Regions from separate parts of the Xenopus tropicalis genome. Here region 1 is linked to region 2. Evidence: chromatin contacts called from public Hi-C data. All regions are on one chromosome and are shown on one strand. The core of a region is the stretch at or near the end of the contact, and the rest is flanking DNA. Distances in the headings are between cores, read along the strand shown. Region 1 overlaps plpp1 (phospholipid phosphatase 1). Region 2 overlaps plpp1 (phospholipid phosphatase 1).

What was found. A called contact is a pair of places that touch in the nucleus more often than the background predicts.
Region 1: a contact with region 2 is called in a Hi-C map of liver, with 2.0 times the contacts expected there. The contact joins two enhancer-like sites. A contact is called at or near these places in 2 of 5 Hi-C or Micro-C datasets (brain and liver).

The regions. Positions count from the first base shown.
Region 1 is chr1:191,544,849-191,549,488 of UCB_Xtro_10.0, reverse strand. plpp1 (phospholipid phosphatase 1) reads right to left here. Exons shown (of 6, transcript NM_001011077.1): 4 at 2,137-2,194; 5 at 292-468. Among named protein-coding and RNA genes, the nearest start is that of plpp1, 53 kb to the right of the region's middle. Within about 2 kb of position 2,373, at least 4 of the 11 cell types and tissues checked have an H3K27ac peak or open chromatin away from gene starts, as enhancers often do. A contact at or near this core is called in liver, where this site is marked.
Region 2 is chr1:191,500,095-191,504,218 of UCB_Xtro_10.0, reverse strand. All of the region lies in intron 1 of plpp1 (phospholipid phosphatase 1), which reads right to left. Among named protein-coding and RNA genes, the nearest start is that of plpp1, 8.2 kb to the right of the region's middle. Within about 2 kb of position 1,973, at least 3 of the 11 cell types and tissues checked have an H3K27ac peak or open chromatin away from gene starts, as enhancers often do. A contact at or near this core is called in liver, where this site is marked.

The sequences.
Region 1 (4,640 bases), core at 1,124-3,623, 45 kb before region 2:
ATCCCAATTACAGGAGGTGGGGCAGCATGGCTGATATAAACCTTATTGGCATGTATGGCCAGTTTGTGGTACCAGTCACTGCTTATACAGCAATATTACTAAGCACTGATAGTATCCCCAGTCTAGCATAGCCTGACACCTTCCAGATATTGTGGTCTCCTCAAAAGCAGGATGTGTGTATTAAAGTTAAACATTATCAGCAAAGAGCTAAAGCAAAGCTGGTGTATTTCTCAACTGAGATTATGCCATCCATGTCACATGGTCTGAAATCAAATATTTCGTTTTACTTACAATAAGTACACCAACGACTGCACCCTGTATGAGACCAGTCAGAACATCGCTCCAATGGTGCTTGTAGTCAGAAACTCTGGAAAGTCCAACGTAGACAGAAACTGCGATCAGAGCAAACTGAATCGTAGGGCGAAGTAGTCTGGCCCAGTCTGCTCTCAATCTGGACTGAAGATAGAGCTGAAGAGGAGGAAAAAAAAAAGGTGGTTTATTACATGCACAGTTTTAGTGGAGATATTAACAGTAGACATTACAATGTCTAAACCAAAGTTGTCTGTCAATAGTATTGTACTCTATATATGACTGCAAATTGTCTTTGCACGTATGTGGTGGTATATTTAATGTCTATGCTAAGCGATGACAATTGGAAACTTCATTTACTCCACTGTTTAGCACTACCATTTCTCTAGGGCCACTAGATTAGTTGTCTATCTGCATAGTAGGACATTCTCCAAAGACAAAGAATGTTCTGAGTACACCACTGTAGTCAAGGGCAAATAAAAAGGTACCAAGTGTATCTTTTCCCTCTTTAGGGTGAGGGCATAGTAGGCATATGGTCTACTTCTCTCACAGACAGAGATGAAAGAAACAGATCCGCTCTTGTGTGTGTGCAACTGCACTGACAGCCTAAATGCAGCTACACAGAGCAGAGATGTATTTTTAGGCCAATCTCACCTCTGAGTAGTTATACTCGGAAGCATATAAAAGCAGATCCACTTATCTCCACCTGCCTTCAAAGCACAGAATAGAAGGAACTGTATACCCAGTGTGCCCCCACCCTTAAGGGTGATGGCAAATGGGGTGTTTTGTTGCCGGCACTTAATCTCCCCCCCGCCCAGCACATGAGACTAATATAGGCAGAAACGTTACATAGAATGGTAAAAATGAGTTTACTCTTTAAATGGCATCTAAATCCCTACCTTTATGTGCTGTTATACAGGCTGCTGGGTTTGCCTCCCCTGATGTTATGGCTCTGAATGATCATATATTGTAACTGCTAATTCATAAATGGGCCCCAGGAATCCCAGCTTCCTAAATCAACTTTCCCCTTATTGGAGAGAGGGCGGCCGAGCATTTCAGAGTAATGTGATCTAAGCTGCACAGATCTGGGAGAGCACTCCTGTCACTGAATAATGGGTCATTATCTACACTCTCCGCTATCTAACACAGTGTTATTACATTCACCAACCATTAAGCATCTAACAAACTGTTTAAGTAATGACCCTTCTCTCGTTTTGCCTTTGCACACGTCCCTTCCCGTTGCCTGCAAGCCTGCCTGACCCCAGCGTTGGCTTTTACTGTAAGTGCATTCTCTAATACAGCCTGAAGAATGTACTCAGAGCGTTTCCAATAATCCATTTGGCTCACTCGCAGATTCCTGTTTATTTTTATCTTTTATGAAGTAGATTTAATATTCTCCACAGCTGAATCCAATTAATGGGGGCCTGATATAAAAATATAACGGCCGTGTTTAACCCCTTACTTTTTCCCTTATAAACCATTGCACCCTTTATGGTGATCCGAATCCTTAACCAAATGTTACTGTAGCATACCAGTATGGCAGCTCCAGCACTATGAATAAACCTCAGCAAAATTGTCGGGGGTAGTATTTGAGGCCTAGTCACAGCTGTTAAGGTGGAAGCCTAGTTTTTGGTGTTTGAACCATGTTCATAAGAACAGTTAAAAAGTAGCTGTGCGGAGTGGGTTAAGGGTCAGGATAGGCTATAGTTATTGATAAATCAACATTCACATCGATTTGTGACAATTCCAAGCGCAATGAGAAGCACTAACCATATGACTATTGGCAAAAAATAAATAAAATAAGGCCTTTGCATGTGATATACTTACAGCGAGGAACACCATGCAGTACATGGAGAAGGACGAGTGGCCAGAGTAGAAGGACAACCTAGGATTCAAAAGGAAAAGGACTGATTACTCTATACATTGTTTTTTTTAGCTACATTGCTTTGGTTAGGGAGATCCCCATGTAACTTGGCTGAGACCCTGCAGGCTGCTGTTCTGCATAATGTTCATTGATGTGACGTCATTTACCATTCTTACTGATTTCCATAGTGTGCCTACAAGCTGTACGTAACATATACATTGCATTATTGGATCAATCTGGAACATTTCTTCACATCCTGTGCCACACTATCAAAGCCCTTAAGGCCATGAATTCTCGACACTGCGCTTTCACAATCATTTGGGTATGCAAACCAGCTAGCTCCCAGTGTCGAAATTCAGGCGATCTGTGCACTTAGAATGCTCAGATATTATCTACTTTGGCAATCACATGGATGGCTTCATAGCATTCATCTGCTCGTTAGGGCTGTTAGGCACTCTAAATAAGAGTGGCTGAAGCCCCTGAACTTCTTATTACAGTTCTGTCTATGCCCCATATGCACACTGAGAAGAACAAGGCCAAACCACCCAGGGGTAGCTGGGCAGGGGGGTTCTATCTAATATATGTGCACACAACATATTCATATAAAATGTCATTAAATGAACAGACACCTACAATTAGCATTGTATTTCATGGTCATATTGGGGTCGCCTGAACAATGTTAGGCTGTTTGAGAATTGTCCCCAAAAGAACAGTTTTTAATGGCTAAAAGTGAGTATCTGCACTACTAAATACCATATGGCAAAAATGTATTAAATTTCATTTAATACCTCTTTCCTAAGAATAAGAAGGATTATATTGCCTTAAACCAAGATTTCTTTTTTTAGTAAATTCCAACCAATATTTACCCTGAGAAGGATTAGATTGCATTAAACCATGGATGTTCATTGAGCAGAAGCACCCCACCCCTCCTGTGTGTGCAACATGAAGCTCTGAGACAATAGTACATGTAGTATCTGAAGCACCAGAAGCAAAGCCAAAGTACAATGCGGCCATTCGAAGGTATGGCCACCATCGCATGAATTCTGACTGCTGATCCTTTTGTCTGTGTCTGGGCTATTATATTCAGTGGAGCAAAGCAGACTCGGCTTTAGCCTAACAAAGGCTGCTATCTGCTCCAGCGTGCGCTCACCATAAAGGCCACCATTGTGCCCTCTCAACCTGCGACCTTTGGCCACGGTTTGCTACTCTGTCAGTCCTTCCAACCTTTTGTGCAGCGCCATGGAATACACTGGGATTTTTTAAAGAAGATAAACATTCTTCTGACCCCAATGAAAAGAAAGAACAACCTCGAAGGAGAGAAATTCTTATTTCTCCTTAGGGCAAAGATTATTATTGAAATATTCATATGCACTCACATGGTGCGCGTAGGGCATAAACCAGAGCTTATTTGAATTTAGTCCAATAAACTCTTAGTCATGTTTATATCGAAGTTATAGTGGTTGGAATTAATGGCTGTGAGCACATTTTGTATTCTAGTTGTGCACTTAGCCCCATATGTAATAAAAGACACTAAGTTTGCCCAGGAGCAGTAACCCATAGCATCCAATCAGCAGGTAGAATTTACTGGGCACCTGTTCTAAAAGCAAACATCTTATTGGTTGCAACCTGCTGACTAGATGCTATGGGTTACTGCTCCTGGGCAAACTTATATTACATTACCCCAATGGAGTTCTATCGTTACTAGGCACTAGTAATATAAAAGTTAATATCTGACTGGTTGCTGGAAGTAATTGCATTTTTAACACCTGTTTTAGTGAATGAGCTGCATTAAAGCACACAAGTGGGAGCGATGCAATCTAAATCATAGCAAGCTATGGCTTGTGTGTGCTCTTCATGATGGCAGCCCCCTGATGTACACAGAAATGTCTCCCACCAAGTAATGGGTGATTTGGCTGCAGTCCCAGGAGCGCACACTGCTGCTTTAAACACTGGCCTTAAATACATATACATATACATTACAGCTGCACAAGAGCAGGGAGATGCTGGAATATACTTCATCTACCATGGATGCATGAGTCAAGGGTGAAATGGAATAAAATTTGTTCCTGACAAGGTCATTTATCACATTCACCGCTGTGCCAGTCTCTGCTCTACTATTCCCAAACATTACATTAACCCATGGCCTCTCTGGCAGCAACAAGCAGAAAATGACCCGGGAGAAGCAGCTTATAACCAAACTAGGGCAGGAGTAAGAGAAACCGGCATTCATCTGTCATTAAACCAAAACAATCTCGACGCATGAATGGCAGGCTTGGGCAGGTTACGCATACAGACAAAAACAAGTTCTTTCAGTGGAATTAACCAACTCGTGAAACGTTATGTGGGCAAATGAGTATTATCATAAAATGGGCCTACAAATATTCTTCAGATCCCTGGCAGACTTTTCTCCCCATGGTTCTACAAAGTGGAGCTTTCCTTATGGGAGTAGCACCTCTCGCACAGGGAA
Region 2 (4,124 bases), core at 724-3,223:
GGCAACAAATGTAACAGTTCATTAGCTCAAGTGCAATAACTATTACTAATGGTTTATGGTCTAAAATGGGCTATTCAACCTTTTCTGCTCAGTGCAGATTAGCCACTTCTCTCATTGTCTCACTGTCCCTGTTTGGGTGGATCCAAAACCATATCCCAATACAATATGTTTAATGTCTAGACCAGGGGTCCCCAACCACCGGGCCGTGGGCTGTGCTGAACTGGGCCGCCTCTGGTCCTAACTACCGGTTGTCTCAATTCCCCAATGTGTTACACAGCCATGATAACAGCAATGTGAAGCCCTGGAAGCTTTCTACTGATTGAGACAAGGGTCAAAGCAAAGTACCCAACAGAAAAATGTCATCAGTTTTTTTTCCTGATAAAGAAGAAATAACACCCCCCAAATGATTTTGTTGGCTTCATAGTCACCATCAAAGAAAACATTTATGCTGACTGAAACATTAAAGGGTTGTCTAAAAGACAGTAAATTACTTATAGTAAAAGCTATGTTGACAATTTCATGAACTATACTGGGAGGCAGGTGGAATGCTGAGTGCAGCAATTAGCCAAACTCTTCAGGGAAAACCATAGAAGTCTGATGAGGAGACAGCGACTCATTGGATGGGCCGAGCACTCAGGAGCCAGGACATGACTAAATTGATATGCTGAAAAAAATGTGCCGGATGAATTCCATTCAAACCCTCTACCCCACACACACTCCAGTTCAAACCTTTTAATACTAATCCTTAGCAACACACAGGGGCTCTACTATTAAAACTGCAGGAAATCGGAAGCTAAAATTACAAATAAAAATAGCACGCACACTGACTTTGTGGCTTACAGGGGCTCTTTAGTCAAAGCCAGATGGATCTGGCAGGGCACCCAACAGCACCATTCCTATGTTTCTCCCCTCCGGTATGTTGCGCTTAGTAGTAAAATCTGTTATGAACATGTACAGCTTTCATGATTAAACTAGGCCTATCACTCCTTGGAACATGCTTAAATAATGCTGCAAAGTGTTCTGTTCTATAATGTCAATGTATAAGGGTACACTGACATTATAGAACAGAACATTTCCTTGGAAATGGTAAAAACAAAGGAAGAAAAATTGTTGTAATTTGCTTCCAGTTATGAATGGGAGTTGAGTAAGAATATTGTACATCAGATATTATTACTCAAGACTACAACTACCTGCCAGTTATTAGCTATAGGTACTGTCTCAAAACCTTAATAAAAACCCTTAATAAGAGGCGTTATATTCTTCTGCATCGTATGGGCCACATGATCGTCACCCAAAGGCAATTAGAATAAACCCAACAGAAATTTGCAAAACTGACGGTAACATTGCTCGCTGTAAGGAAAAAGCCTGGATCAGGACAGATTACTTCCTTTCTATAACCCAACTGTTTAGGGCTCTGGCACAAATATCCCTTGTCACGGGCGACTAATCTCCCCGAGTTGCCATGACCCGCCATCCCACCGGCGAACATGTAAGTCGCCGGCGGGATGGCACACGCGGCGGCGCGATTTCCCTAAATCGCCGAAAAAGACTCGCGAACATGGAGTTTTATCGCGGGCGACTAATTTCTCCATGTGCCAGAGCCCTTAGAGGAAGATAGGCCATTATAAATAACTAAATACACATCATTCTGCAATTACAGTAAAAACAAACCCTTGAATTTCTTGTGATATTAGTACACAATAAGTTATCTTATCTTTGTTCCAATTAGCCATACAGCACAAAGTCCTTAGTGATGCCATTCTCTGCAACTTATAAAACAAACATTCAAATATTCATTAACCATAGCTGACCTCTGCTGTATCAGGACCACTCCTGCAATAAGCACAACAGCTAAGTGGCTCTGGATGAGTTTATTATTAAAGAGCCTCTTGTTGCCAGGACTCCATTATACTGTATGTTGCATATCTACTTGGGTTACAATATGACAGTGTGACACATTCTATTGCAACACCGAACAACATGCTTATCAGTGCTCACTATAAGGTCACATGAGAATGTTGCTTGTCACAGAATAAATATAAATTAGACTTCTGCCCCACAAACGGATCCATGGCTTCCACTAATCAGCCTTAGAGAGAATAGTGACATGTAACATTAGCCAATCTCATTTTATCCCCATCATTAACAACCTTATTCACCTCATTGCAGCCTGTGTGGGTAAAGGTCTAAAGTGACCATATGCAGGCAGATTTCAGCTGGGTCCTTAGACCAAATTGGCAGATTATCTGCCCGTGTATAGGGGCCCTTCCAAAGGCCTCCCTGACCGATATATGCCCGGCTTATATTTTTGGGGGTTTGGGGACAGCATCAGTGAGCCAATGCAGTCCCAAACACAACAAAAATGTAAGCCTGTCGCTCTGACTTTTTCTATCCCTTTATTGTAATGCAATCGGTTGGAACTAAGGCAAACACTCACATTAGCATGATATTGCACACCCAAGGTGGTCATATCAGAGGAAAGATTTGCTTGTTTGGCGACCTTGCTAAATGAGCAAATGTTACCGTTTATAGCCACCTTTATGTTGCAACATGGTCTTACAGTAGGGGAGGGCACCTAGTCGTAAGCCACAGGGTACGGGGGTTGAATTGTGTCTGTGCCTTTATCAAAGCACTTGAATCAGCTACTTGCTCTACCAGACAAAGGCTGCAGCTGTTGGTGATCTACAAGTATCAAACCTTCTGCTGATTTCTGGGAGCTGTACCAAAATGTTCATACAACTTTGTTTTATAACTTTTATTATTCATGCCACATCATATAAAAGCAACCATTTATGCTTTATATTTTGTTCCAAATGCAGTGGAAGCAATATCCACATATCCTACAAGCATGGGGTAGGGCTAAATAATAGTCCCGGGCACCAAGGCGTGAATCCAGAGGATACGTTTCAGCTCTAAATAATAGAATGAGTCTGACAACATTCTGGAGCCAGCCGCCAACTTAGAGCTATCTGCCCATTTCACGCTTTGTTCCACGGGGATGTGGAGGGCTTTTGTTTCCTGGGTGCGGTGTAATACACACTGGGGATGTTTGTAGCCTGAGTAATGAAATGGTACAAGACTGGGCATCTTCTCTATGGCTCCCTTGCAAGATTAAATGTTCACAGGCGTCAGGACATCTATTAGTGAAAGAGACACAGAAAATTACCCCTCTGACATTTTAAATGAAAGAAGCTATGAAAAATTTGAATGCGTTTATCATTAATCTCTGGCATTTATTTTTTGCTACTAAATAAATGAAAAGCCTGATTTGGCCTACAGCAAGAAAGGCCCAGTTAGAAAAGTTGCACTCACTTACTGACCTGGTCAGATGAGTGGATATTAACGATTATTTCAAGTTTGGCAGAAAGGATTAAACTCCTGATTTAAACTTAAACAAGACTGACGGAAGAACATGAATGGTTTTAGGAGAGACCAGCAGAGGAAACAAAGTGTTAAACACCTTAAGTATAATGGCGACGTGAAAAAAACATTGTAGGAAGTGAAAAAAACATCATAGGAACAGGAAAAGAGTACTGAATATTAAGTATAGGATTTATATAGCTTCTAATACATGCAGGAAAAAGCATAATGGCTAAAAATGGAGGAGAATATTTATATGCAAAACTATAAAATAGCCTCATTAAGCTACAAGGAGCAAGACAAAATATTAAGTGATAGCACTTCAAGCAAAGCAATAGGTATAAAATATGCACCAAACATCCAGCAAGGGACAGAACTCACAACAGGGTAATACTGAAACTCCTAGGGCCAATCAAAGAACCTGACATCCATGACCAACTCTAACAACAATAAGATGGAGACAGTGTCAAAAGTTATAGGTGTTATACACGACTAGTGTGGAAAGAAAAGGCTGATGGGAATTGGCTGAGACTGGGCCCTCCAGAAGATCCTCTGTTGCTCTAGCATGCAAGTCTAATCCTGCATTTCAGTGTTACTGAGAATCACTGGCTTTTCAAAAACTATATTATCCTTGGCCCTCACTTCTAAAAAGCACATAAATAGCTCTATCAGCACTTTGTTTACTGAATAAGCAAATGTATTCATGCATTTTCCACTGCATGACCTTTACATGTTTTTTCAAGATATCGAATAAGGCACAAGTG